Linked DNA regions of Mus musculus: regions 1, 2 and 3 are each linked to region 4. The links are chromatin contacts, called in public HiChIP or PLAC-seq and promoter capture Hi-C maps. All regions are on one chromosome and are shown on one strand. The core of a region is the stretch at or near the end of the contact, and the rest is flanking DNA. Distances in the headings are between cores, read along the strand shown.

The links. Promoter capture Hi-C pulls out the DNA fragments that hold promoters and counts their contacts. HiChIP or PLAC-seq counts read pairs in DNA pulled down with a chosen protein or histone mark.
Region 1: a contact with region 4 is called in a FOXA1 HiChIP or PLAC-seq map of pancreatic cancer cells. The contact joins the promoter of Onecut3 here to the promoter of Btbd2 in region 4. A contact is called at or near these places in 1 of 484 Hi-C or Micro-C datasets (nephron progenitors), 3 of 115 datasets of contacts at active chromatin or transcription factors (embryonic stem cells and pancreatic cancer cells) and 3 of 9 other capture datasets (adipose tissue, liver and pancreatic islet).
Region 2: an H3K4me3 HiChIP or PLAC-seq map of embryonic stem cells shows a contact between it and region 4, with 2.8 times the contacts expected there. The contact joins the promoter of Tcf3 here to the promoter of Btbd2 in region 4. A contact is called at or near these places in 4 of 39 promoter capture datasets (hippocampal neurons, liver, neural stem cells and 1 more), 10 of 484 Hi-C or Micro-C datasets (B cells, the P5424 cell line, bone marrow-derived macrophages and 3 more), 11 of 115 datasets of contacts at active chromatin or transcription factors (the SCID.adh cell line, embryonic forebrain, embryonic stem cells and 3 more) and 3 of 9 other capture datasets (adipose tissue, liver and pancreatic islet).
Region 3: a promoter capture Hi-C map of embryonic stem cells shows a contact between it and region 4. The contact joins the promoter of Oaz1 here to the promoter of Btbd2 in region 4. A contact is called at or near these places in 4 of 39 promoter capture datasets (the 3T3-L1 cell line, the SN4741 cell line, embryonic stem cells and 1 more), 1 of 484 Hi-C or Micro-C datasets (muscle stem cells), 2 of 115 datasets of contacts at active chromatin or transcription factors (the SCID.adh cell line and microglia) and 2 of 9 other capture datasets (adipose tissue and liver).

What each region holds. Positions count from the first base shown.
Region 1 is chr10:80,493,554-80,496,313 of GRCm38.p6, forward strand. Onecut3 (one cut domain, family member 3) reads left to right here and starts at 1,353. Exons shown (of 2, transcript NM_139226.3): 1 at 1,353-2,637. The coding sequence starts at 1,455.
Region 2 is chr10:80,431,866-80,435,034 of GRCm38.p6, forward strand. It overlaps Tcf3 (transcription factor 3), which reads right to left and starts at 1,770. Exons shown (of 19, transcript NM_001164149.2): 1 at 1,455-1,770.
Region 3 is chr10:80,825,204-80,828,121 of GRCm38.p6, forward strand. It overlaps Oaz1 (ornithine decarboxylase antizyme 1), which reads left to right and starts at 1,453. Exons shown (of 5, transcript NM_008753.4): 1 at 1,453-1,702. The coding sequence starts at 1,557.
Region 4 is chr10:80,655,058-80,657,854 of GRCm38.p6, forward strand. Btbd2 (BTB (POZ) domain containing 2) reads right to left here and starts at 1,437. Exons shown (of 9, transcript NM_145361.3): 1 at 1,073-1,437. The coding sequence starts at 1,428.

The DNA.
Region 1 (2,760 bases), core at 103-2,602, 160 kb before region 4:
CTTGAGTGAGCGTCAGAGCCCATGGGTGACTCAAGCTCCAGAACAAATGCCAATAACCCTCCCTGGCAGTGAGCAGGGCAAGGGAGGCAGGGGCTGAGGCTGAGTGAAGACACCCTCCTAACACAAGGTCCCCCCAGAGTCTGGCATGGCCACCCTGGTAATCGGTAATCTCTTCTCCACAAACCCAAGGGGTCTTGTTCCCAGGTGCTTTGTGCCTGTAGGGTGCCATCCATGTACCCCTTCTGTCCCCCTTCACTGTCTGCAGGTGGGAAAGGGAGAGAGAGAGAGAGAGAGAGAGAGAGAGAGAGAGAGAGAGAGAGAGAGAGAGAGAGAGATCCTAGGCTAGCTATCTCAGTCTGAAAAAAAAAAAAAAACCCCAAACCCAAGCTGGTCTAGAGATGACCAGTCTCAGACAAGACATCCTTAGACCCCAGAGATATTGGGGACAGGAAGTAGCCAATTACACGGGACTTAGGAGGAATTTTCCCCTCTCTCTTCCCCCCCTCTCTGTCATCTTTTCCATGTGTAGCCCTGACTGTCCTTGAATCCAGTTCTGTAGACCAGGCTGACCTTGAACTCAGAAATCCACCTGCCTCTGCCTCCCAAGTGCCGAGATTAAAGGCATGTGCCACTACACCGGACCTTGGAGGAATTTATGTTTGCTTTGATGCAAAGACTCACTATAAAGCCCTTGCCTGACTGGAACTTGCTACATAGACCAGGCTAGCCTCCAAATTAACGATCCACCTGCCTCTGTCTTCCCAATCCTGGGCCTAAAAACCACTAAAGTCCCTGTTAAGAAAGATTTCTGCAGGGCAATTACATTGCACAATTGAAGAAACAGAGGCCCAAATGCCCAAATGCCTGCTTTTCCTTGTGCTTGAGGCCAATGTGTGATTGTTCTGGGGACCTACTAATAGCCCCACTTCATCCCAAAAGAGGTTTTGAAATCTTTGTGTGCATACGGGGAAAACAGCCCATCTTTCTGAGAGTGTCAACAGAGTTGGGGGGCGTTTGTAGCCACACTTCAGGAACTGGGGGCGGGTAGGGGCAGAAGGGGGAATGTACAGGACAGAGAATCAAAGACGCTGATATGAGAACACACACACACACTCACTCACACTCACACAGAGCCAGGACTAGCGGTCCCCCACCCCAATCCCTCAGGTTCTTCTCAGGGCAAGGAGAATGGGGAGACCCAAGAAGCCAGCCTGGTGCTCCAAGGGGTTTGGCGGGTGCAGGCGGAGCGATGGGCGGGGGCGCTGACGTCAGACCCGGGCCGGGGCGCCGGCGGCGGCCGCCCCGCCACATCCTGGTGGCCGCTGCTCGCAGCAGCCGAAGCCGAGCGAGAGCACTGAACAAGCGGGACAGTAGCAGCCGCCGCCACCAGGAGCGTCGGCCAGTGCGTGGGGACCATGCTGCGGCCTTGAGCACACACGAAGAGGACACCCAGGATGGAGTTGAGCTTGGAGAGCCTCGGGGGGCTGCACGGGGTGACACACGCGCAAGCCGGCGAGCTGCTGAGCCCGGGCCACGCGCGCTCCGCCGCGGCCCAACACCGAAGCCTAGTGGCATCGGGGCGCCCAGGCCTGGTGGCCGGCATGGCTAGCCTGCTGGACGGTGGTGGCGCCGGGGGCGGGGGCGCCGGGGGCGCGGGGGCTGCAGGGGCCGCGGGTGGTGGCCCTGACTTCCGTGGGGAGCTGGCTGGCCCCCTGCACCCGGCCATGGGTATGGCGTGCGAGGCCCCAGGTTTGGGTGGCACCTACACCACGCTCACGCCCTTGCAGCACCTGCCGCCGCTGGCCGCCGTGGCCGATAAGTTCCACCAGCACGCGGTGGCTGGGGCGCACGGAGGCCATCCACACGCTCACCCTCACCCGGCCACCGCGCCGCCACCGCCCCCTCCGCAGCGCCTGGCGGCCAGCGTGAGCGGCAGCTTCACCCTCATGCGCGACGAGCGGGCGGCGCTGGCCTCGGTGGGCCACCTCTACGGGCCTTATGGCAAGGAGCTGCCCACCATGGGGTCGCCACTGTCGCCGCTGCCCAGCGCGCTGCCCCCCGCTCTGCACAGCGCCCCGCAGCCGCCGCCGCCGCCACCGCTCGCCGCTTACGGGGCTCCGGGCCACCTGGCCGGGGACAAACTACTGCCACCTGCCGCCTTCGAGCCACACGCGGCGCTTCTGGGGCGCGCAGAGGACGCGCTGGCCCGAGGGCTGCCTGGAGGCGGCGGCGGCGCGGGAGGCGGCGGGGCGGCCGGCGGGGCGGCCGCGGGTTTGCTGGCTCCGCTGGGCGGGCTGGCTGCGGCCGGGGCGCACGGGCCTCACTCAGGCGGCGGTGGCCCCGGAGGGGGCGGTGGCGCTGGCGGCGGCAGCGGCGGCCCGGGAGCCGGCGCTGCAGCCGAAGAGATCAACACCAAAGAGGTGGCCCAGCGCATCACCGCCGAGCTGAAGCGCTACAGCATCCCGCAGGCCATCTTCGCGCAGCGCATCCTGTGCCGCTCGCAGGGCACGCTCTCCGACCTGCTGCGCAACCCGAAGCCCTGGAGCAAGCTCAAATCCGGCCGCGAGACCTTCCGCAGGATGTGGAAGTGGCTGCAGGAGCCGGAGTTCCAGCGCATGTCGGCGCTGCGCCTGGCAGGTAGGGACAAGGGCCCCTGAGGCTCGATCCTGGGGGACATGGTTGGCACAGGATGAAGGACCTTGGCTAGTGCGTCCTGCCAGCCTAGAGGGGGGAAACTGTAGCCTCTGAGGCTGACCCGGG
Region 2 (3,169 bases), core at 520-3,019, 220 kb before region 4:
GGAGCTAGGGCAGCAGGGATCCGGAAGCCACAGGCTGGGGAAGGCGATTCTGGGGTTGAGGGAAGACCCACGTCCAGAAGCTCAGGAACCCCAACTCTTTTGTTTGTCAACTCACACAGGGTGTGAAACAGGCACCTCGGGCACCCCGCCCCCACTGCTTTTTGTCTTTTTTTTTTTTCATCCTTTTTGGAGGATGTGTGAAACTGACTCTTTTCTTCTTCTTCTAAGTTGTACGAAACCACACTTTTTTTGTGGGGTATTTGAAACCGATTTTTCTGGGTAACCCCAGGAGAGGTGAAACACTGCTCCAGTGGGGGCGGGTGCCACAAACACTCTTGGGAGGGGAGGAATGGGACAACCTGGGTCATCTTGGATTGGGGGTAGGGAAGCAGAATTGGGGATGACCCCCCCCTTCTCCTCCCTCCCCCATTCCAGCAGCCACTGCGGGAGGAGGAAGGTTGGAAGTTCTGAGGCTCGCAGAGGCCACCATCGTGTCCCAAACCCTGAGCTGTGCCGCGCCCCACATTAACACAGAGCAGATGTTCCCATCTCGGGGTCCCTGTGTCTCCCCTCCTTCTCTGTACCCAGAGATCCCTTTCTTGTAGCAGACAAAAGGACTTGCTCTCTTTCCTCCAAACTCCAGTTTAAATCGGGGGGGGGGCATCCTTAAGTGGCAGGGGGGGTCTTCCAAGATCTCCAGGAGTTGGGGAACCCCAAGTTAACGAGGTGAAGATATTGGGTTCACTCTTCCTTCCAAATTCCAGTTTGGATGGAGATTTGGAGACTTCCCTGGGTGGGGGTGGGTTGGAAAGGGACACCTCCCACAAAATCCCCAAGAATTAGGAACTCTAAATTGTGGAGTGCGATATAATCCTCAGCCTTCCAAACTCCACTAGGATCAAGGGGACACCTCAAGTGAAGAGGTGAAGGTGGGTGATAAGGGGACACCTCCCCTAAGATAACCACGAGTTGTGGAACCACTAGCTAATGGAATGAGGAGGTGGCCCTCTCTCTTCCCTCCAAACTCCAGCTCCGATCAGGAGGACCCCCTCTCTAAGGGCAGATGGAAAGGGAACACCTCCCCTAAGATCCCCACGAGTTGGAGAATTCCTATCTGATGAAGTTGGGTGACCGTCCACAGAGAACCGTCACAAAAGAGGCCTGGGCAAAGTTTGCTCTCAAGTGCGCGCGTCCCCTCCACGTCGCCCCCCTCTCCAGGCGCGCAAAGTTGAAGACAGAGAACAATGCGCCGCCGGGCCCGGGGCCCTGTGCAAGGGGGACGCGTGCACACTCCCCCGGGGGCTCACCCCAGCCCTAGCCTCCCCGCGGACCCGAGAGAGACCCAGAGGCAACTTTTTTTTTCTCATGCACTAAGCAGAGGGGGGGGGTCCCCACCGTGCGCGCGTCCCCGTGAGCCCCACGCGCGCGTCCGGGGCCCCTCCGCGTGCGCTCACCTGCTGGGCGGGGGCATGCACCGGGTGCACCGGGGCTCCCTGCTGCCCACCGCCCTCGGGGACCCCGGGGACAAAAGGGTGGCGGGCGCGTCCCCGAGGGTCGCGCGTGGGCGGCGGGAGCGCGCAGGGCTCGGGGTCGCGCGTCCTTCCTCCTCCCCACTCGCGTTCGCGTCGCCTGGTCTCTCTCGAGCTTCTCTCAGAGCAGGCCCCGCGGGAAGGGACTGTAGCAGAGGCGGCGGCGCGCGGCGGTGGCCCGCGGTGGCCCGCTACGCCCGCAGCCGCCGGCGCTGCCTCATCTTCCTGCGGCGGGAGACATGTTCCGCCCCCCCACCCCGCCCCGCGCCGCCCGCGGAAGCCACGCCCCCAAGTGACCACGCCCACTGTCGCCAAAAGCCACCTCCCCTAAGTCGCTGCAGCCGCGCCCCGACCGGATACACAGATCCCTCCACTACCTCTTGAGGCGATAGTAACATACACCACCTCACAACAGTCACTGCCAGAACACCCACAAAGATTACCATGACACCAAGAATCAACCCGTATCTAATACTAAAGTACTTCCGGCAGAGATAGTCTCTATCAAACCGAGGGAAAGACTTAGGAACTATCTTCCTACGCGGCGGTATACACGCACTGAGCGAAGCGTCCTTGACGCAAGCGGGAAGGACCATTAGATTGAAAGATAAGGACCGCTACAAATAACCAATGGGAAGGTGGAGAGGTTAGATTGGCAGAACTCAAACCATTTATTGCGAAGTATCATCTGCGTTCCCGCCCTACAGCAGAGGCGGGATTCTCAGAGCAAGAGGCCGCGAGAAACTCAACGGGAAGGCGGTGGAAGGGCGGGGTTTGAGATTTTATTTTCGGGTTCTTATGCCCGCCGGCGCCGCCACGTCAAGTGGGTTCTATTTGAGTTTCTAGGATGGGCTCTGGGTGTTATGTGTTCGAGCGGGTATATCAAAGTCGGGATGGGATATCAGATCCTTAATGAGAGGCTAGGAAACGATGGATCATTCTCTCTCTTGCTGAAGGACCTCCACATTGGTCAACTTTTCCGTCTTTTGAAAATAGGTGTTTCGTGGTGCATATAATAAAAAATGCCAGGAGGTGGCGGCACTTTAATCCCAGCACTGGGGAGACAGAGGCAAGCAGATCTCTGTGAGTTCAAGGCCATCCTGGTCTACAGAGTGAGTTCCAGGATAGCCAAGGCTATCCAAGAATCACTGTCTCGAAAGAAAGAAAGAAAGAAAGAAAGAAAGAAAGAAAGAAAGAAAGAAAGAAAGAACAACGAAACAACGAGGGCGGGAGGGGTACTGAGAGGAGAGAGGGTAAACTGAGATTGGGATATAATATATGATAAAATAAATTTAAAAAAGAAAAACACATAATGAGGCCAGGTGTGGTGGCCCATGCCTTTAATCCCAGCTCTTGGGAGGCAGGAGGAGCTCTTTGTTTGAGTTTGAGGCTAGCCGGTTATATAAAGCAAGTTGCAAGCCAGCCAGCTAAGGCTGTCCAGTGAGACCCTGCCTCTCCCTGAGGGTTGTAGAGACAATATGTCCCTCGCGCCTAGCTTCTGCTCAGTCTTCACAGCTCACTGGGGCTCACAGCCCAATGAACACAGCAGAAAGGTGCATGGCACAGTGGGTGTCCAGGTCAGGCAGCAAAGAGGATCCCTAGTGTAGCTGCCTGCTCCCTCTCCCTCACCTTCAGTCAGA
Region 3 (2,918 bases), core at 203-2,702, 170 kb after region 4:
GCTCACAAAAAAAGAGAATTAGAGGGGGCTGGAGAGATGGCTCAGAGATTAAGAGTACTGACTGCTCTTCCAAAGGTCCTGAGTTCAATTTCCAGCAACCACGTGGTGGCTCACAACCATCTATAATGGGATCTCACACCCTCTTCTGGTCTGTGTCTGAAGACCAGAAACAACAACAGTGTACTCATATAAATAAAATAAGTAAATCTTGAGAGAGAGAGAGAGAGAGAGAGAGAGAGAGAGAGAGAGAGAGAGAGAGAGAGAGAGAGAGAGAGAGAGAGAGAGAGAAAGAGCAGGGTGTGGTGCCACAGGCCTTTAATCCCAACACTCAGCTGGCAGAGTCAGGCAGATCTCTGAGTTTGAGGGTAGCTTAGTTTATAGAGTAAGTTCCAGGACATCCAGGGCTACACAGAAAAGCCCTGTCTCAAAAACAAAACATACAAAACAAAACAAAACAACAACAACAAAAAACCCATAAAGAGAAAAAGAATACGAAATTCTTTAAGAATAAATTGTAAGCAGGGCAGTGATGGCGCACGCCTTTGATCCCAGCACTTGGGAGGCAGAGGCAGGCAAACAGAGAAACCCTGTCTCAAAAAACAAAAATCAAAATACAACAACAAAAAAGCGGCGGCGGCGGGGGAGGGGGGGTTGGGATGAAGGAAACCTTCAAGCTGAGTCTATGAGAAAAGTTGTTTAAATTCCAATTTGACATAAAATACTTCTCTAGATTGGGATACTTAACTTTTGACAGATTTTCTTTTAAATAGCAAGTTGCTTTTAAAACAAAGAGTCCCAATCTATTACCCATTATTACAAGGTCATTAGAATAATTTTGCCGCGTGGGGGATGGGCACCAAGCAAACCGCCTAGGTCAGCCTCAGGTACCCTTGACAGTTATGTCCTGACAGTCTTCCCGGAGCGGGGCGTCCCATGAGTGGGACCATAATGGTTAAGATGGAAAGGATGACAGATGACAAAACTGAAGGGCCACAGGTACTAGAGGAGGCGCAGAGTCCTAGCCTTGAGGCCTGGGCTAGATGGGGGTTTACGTCCTGGAGGCGACTACAGAAGCCCCGCCTCCGCCTCACGTCATAAAGCCTCGAGGGCGGGCTTGTCAGAACTCCAACCAATCCTCAAAGGGGCCAATACGTCCGTTTTTCTACATTGACCGATCAGAGCCTTGTAGGGGCGGGACGCGTCTGGCTTTTCTGTCTTCCCTCCCACAGAGTGACGCAAACACGCGGGGCCGGGATTCTCCTATCGCCAACTAATCATCAACGGAAACCTTCTGTCTGTCTTTTTACTCTCGCCAATCAGAAGCCGGAGTAGGTGGGACGCATTTGGTTTTTCCTTGGGCTGCCACTGTGGCCCCACCCCGTTCCTCCGTCGCCTCACACTGCTGCGTTTACGCCTGCGTGTGGGGGCGTGGCCTGCCGTGACGACGCATATAAAAGTGGGCGTCGGCGCCGGCGCCATTTTGCGAACGGCGAGCAGCGGCGGCGGCGCGGGAAGTGCAGCGGAGGTTTTTGCTGGTTTCGGACCCCAGCGGCCGGATGGTGAAATCCTCCCTGCAGCGGATCCTCAACAGCCACTGCTTCGCCAGAGAGAAGGAAGGGGACAAACGCAGCGCCACGCTTCACGCCAGCCGCACCATGCCGCTTCTTAGTCAGCACAGCCGCGGCGGCTGCAGCAGCGAGAGGTGAGAGCCCTGCCCCCGCCGCCGCGAACCTTCCAGAAACAGCGTCCGCGTAGGCCCCAGAGGGCAGCGCAGGACGCGCAGGCCCGGAGCGGGGTCGGCCTCCGGCGCCAGATAAGTCTCGGCAGCGCGAGATCCGCCCCTTTGTGGCGGCCACAATCGCGCAGGGGGCGGGGCGGGGCGGGGCGGGGCCTGTGGAGCGGGTCGCGGACTCGGATTTGGGATTCGAGTGGAATTAGGGAGTCTCAGGTTGAGGAATAGGGTTTGGTTTGATTGGAGGACCGGGAACATTTCGCGAAAATGTAGGATTCGATTTTGGGTTCGAATCGGATTCGGGGGTTGTGAGTTGAGCCTAAGATTTGGGGAGGGATCTGAGAAGAGATTGGAGACTCGAATTTGGGGTCTGCCTCTCGGATATGTGAGCTAGTTCTAATGTCAGGTGGCGAAGTGTTTGTGGTTACCTGTAGGGCGTTTGGGTAATAAATCGTATGCTATGTAGAGGTGGGGCTCGTCCCGGTGTTTGGAGTTCTTTGCAGAATACTGGGATTTTGGGTGCTGTTGGGGAGGAATCCTATTATATTCTTGGGTACATGTTGAGGACTCATTTCTTGGTGGGAGAGTATGGGATCAGATTTGGGGTGTTGAGAAAGAAGCTTGTGTCGGTTTAGGAAGTCACAGGTGGGGAAGCTGGGATGAGGTTTAGGTTGGATTTAGTGATTGCGTGTTGAGGGCTCTAATACTTTGGAGGGATTTGGGTCAGAATTAGGACCTTGGAAGTGGTCAGGCTTGGGGGCTCACAGAGCTATGTTGGAGGACATGGAGGTGGTGTGGTGTGGTGAGTATGATGTGAGGTGACCTTAATCCCTGGTCCACTTGGCAGTTAAAAGTCTGCAGTGGGTGGGATGGAGGGTATCACTTGAAGGGTTCAGAATGGGGACTGGTTTGGGAAGGGCGTCGATATAGGTGGTAGGAACTTTGGATATAGGCTGTGCAGACACCTATAGAGTGGCAGTAGGGAAGAGAGGAGACTTGGGGTTGTCTGACTCTAGAGCATGAGTAGTTAGTGAGGTAGAACTTTGGGGTCACTGGTAGCTGCTGACCAGAGGGTAGGAAGGAGCGAGTGACCTGGTGTGAAGGGAGGATTGGCAGCATGGAGTGGGATGGGCCACAGTGCTGAGATGACACTGCCTGTGAGGCCTGTCTTGCTACAAAAGGGGCA
Region 4 (2,797 bases), core at 187-2,686:
CTTGCACAGAACTCGCAAAAGGCCTCAATCCTTTCTGAGGCTGTGCCAGACCCTTGCCCACTCCCAAAGAGCTCAACTCATCGTGGCCATGGTGAGGTCTGGGGGTGATGGCTCAGACAGGCTGGAAGCCCAGTGCTGGAGGAACAAGAGGCAAGGGTCTCTGATGGGGCCAGTAGGTTAGATGGTGTGAGGTGTGAACATGGGGTAAGAAGGGGATCTAAGGGGTCATGGGTGGGGACGGAGGGGGCCCTAGAACTGGATAAGCTGGAGGAATGTTGGGGTGACTAATGGATTCAGAGAGCAGAGAGGATCCAGGATAGAACGGAGCAGAACCTAAGGATAAAATGAAATGGCCCTAGAACCAGGTTCAAGGCAGGCAGGACCCAACAGAACCTCCAGGTTCCCATGTTTAGGAAGTACACTGTGGGGGAAGGGGGTTGTGGGAACCAGGTTCAGGTGAAGGGGTCAGGAATCCTAAGGTAAGAGCCTGAGGCTCCAGATTCAGGGTCCAGGGGTGGTGAAAGGTCTGGGTGGGGTGTAGAGTCTGAGGTACATGATCCTGGGTGGAATGCAGATTCTTGGGGTGCAGGGTTCTAGGATGCAAGGTCTGGGGTGCAATATCTAGGAATAAAGAATCTGGGTGCAGTCCAGGCTCTTGGGATTAGGGTTGGGATGAAGGGTTCAAGCAGACTGCAAGGTCTGACTGCAGGATTTGGGATGCAGGATCCTGGGATGCAGGGCCTGGATAGGGGTGCAGGTCTGAGGTGCAGTCTTGGGTGGAGTTCAAGGTCTTGAGTGCAGGGTTCTAAGGTGCTGGTTCATGGGGTGCGGGGTCCAGGTGAAGTGCAGGATCCGGGTGGGGGAACAGAATGGGGGGGTGCAGGCTCTGAGTGGACTACGGGGTTTAGAGTGTGCGGGGTCCAGGTGGAGTGCATGGTCTGTGATGAACGGTCCCGGGTAGGGCGCAGGGTTTCAGGGTGCTGGTTCCTGGGGTGCAGGGTCTGGGTGGGGTTCAGGGTCTGGGGATGCAGGGTCTGGGGTTGCAGGGTCCGGGCGCGTCCCGGCGGCCCACCTGTGCGCGGGGACGCGCTGCGAGCTGAGCCCCTTGCCCACCAGGAAGTGCACGTCGCACAGCACCTCGTTGTTGAAGAGGAAGGCGAAGCGCTCCTGCACCGTGGGCTTGGTGGCCTGCCAGTTGTACACGGGCTCGCGCAGCAGCGCGCCTGGGCCCGCGTCGTCGCGCTCGTCGCCCACGGCCTGCGCGTCAGTCCCGGGCCCAGGCGGCGGGGACGGGGGCGGCGGAGGCACCGGGGCGCAGGCAGCGGCGTTGCTGGGGGCGGCGGCCGCGTTAGCACTGGGACCCAGGCTGCCCGCGCCGGCCCCGACCCCCGGCGGGCAAGACGCGCGCCCGCTGCCGCCCGCCGCCATCTTGTCGCTGCGGCGCGGGGGCGGAGCCACGGAGGGCGTGGTCATGGGGCGGGGCGTTTGAGAGGAGGAAGGGAGGGGCGGGGCTAAAGAGAGCCGAGACCTGAGAGGGGCGAGGGGAGGAGACAAAAAGGGAGGAGCCAACGGGAGGACGGGAAGGGGGAAGAAAGGGCAAGGCTAGGGAGGAGGATGGATTGGAAAGGGAAACGGGGAGGGAGAGAGGGAGGGAGGGAGGAGAGGAAGATGGAGAAGCGATTGTGAGCGTAGAGAGGAGGGGAGGGAGGATGGGCGTGGCAGGGCTAGGCCCAGGATTGGTGAGACAAGGAAGAGGAGGGCCCCGAAATGCCAGAGGAGGAAGGAGAAGGGGAAACAGAGGAAAAAGGGACCGAGAGAAATGAGAGGGAGAAATGGATACTGGGACAGAGAGGAGGGCAACAGGAGGGGTTGAATGGGAGGAAAGAGAAGGATGTGGTAACGGGGGAGGAGCAGAGACAGGAGGTAGGGGAGGTAGTCCGGGCCATGGAGGCGCAGGCCATCCCTGGATTCGAGCAAGGGCAGGAGGAGAAGGATGAGGAGAGGCAGGGAAGGCATGGAGAGGTAAAGGACAGACAGAGGAAAGAAGCAGGAAAGACAGCATGGGGAGGGGAGGGGAGGGGAGGGGAGGAGGAGGAGGAGATCACACAGTGGAGGAAAGAGGCCCAGACTTGAGGTGAAGGGGCGTGGTGCATCTGAGCACCCCGGGGCTAGAGGGCGGGGCCACAGGGTCTAGATGGAAGCCGACAGAGGAATAGGGATGGAGGGAAAAAGGAAGAAGGACAGGCCTTTGAAGATGGTGAATGCGGGAAGGTTAGGAGAAACGGAGAGGAACAGAAGGAAGTGAGGATGTTGAGGTCTCAGGCCCTTGATCCCACCCACACAATGCTCCTGAGCCCCTGAACCTAGCCAATCCCGGCTCTGCCTTAGGCTGTAGGACATTAAGAACCCAAACTAGCTGGGCAGTGATGGCGCGCTCCTTTAATCCCAGCACTTTGGAGGCAGAGGCAGGCGAATTTCTGAGCTCTAGGCCAGTCTGGTCTACAGAGTGAGTTCCAGGACAGCCTACACAGAGAAACTCTGTCTCAAAAAAAAAAAAATAATAATAATAATAATAATAATAACCATAATAAAAAGAGCCCAAACTAGACTGTGAACCCAGAAAGGGAAAGAAGTGGAGTGAGGGGTAAGGTACAAAGAGGAGGAGAGGACAGGCCAGGCCTGAGGAAGGAGAGACTGGAGGAGGGGCAGGAATTACTATGTATCTGGGCATGGTGGGCAACACCTGCCATCCTAGCACTGGGAGCCTGAGGCAGGAGGATCACAAATTCAAAGGTGG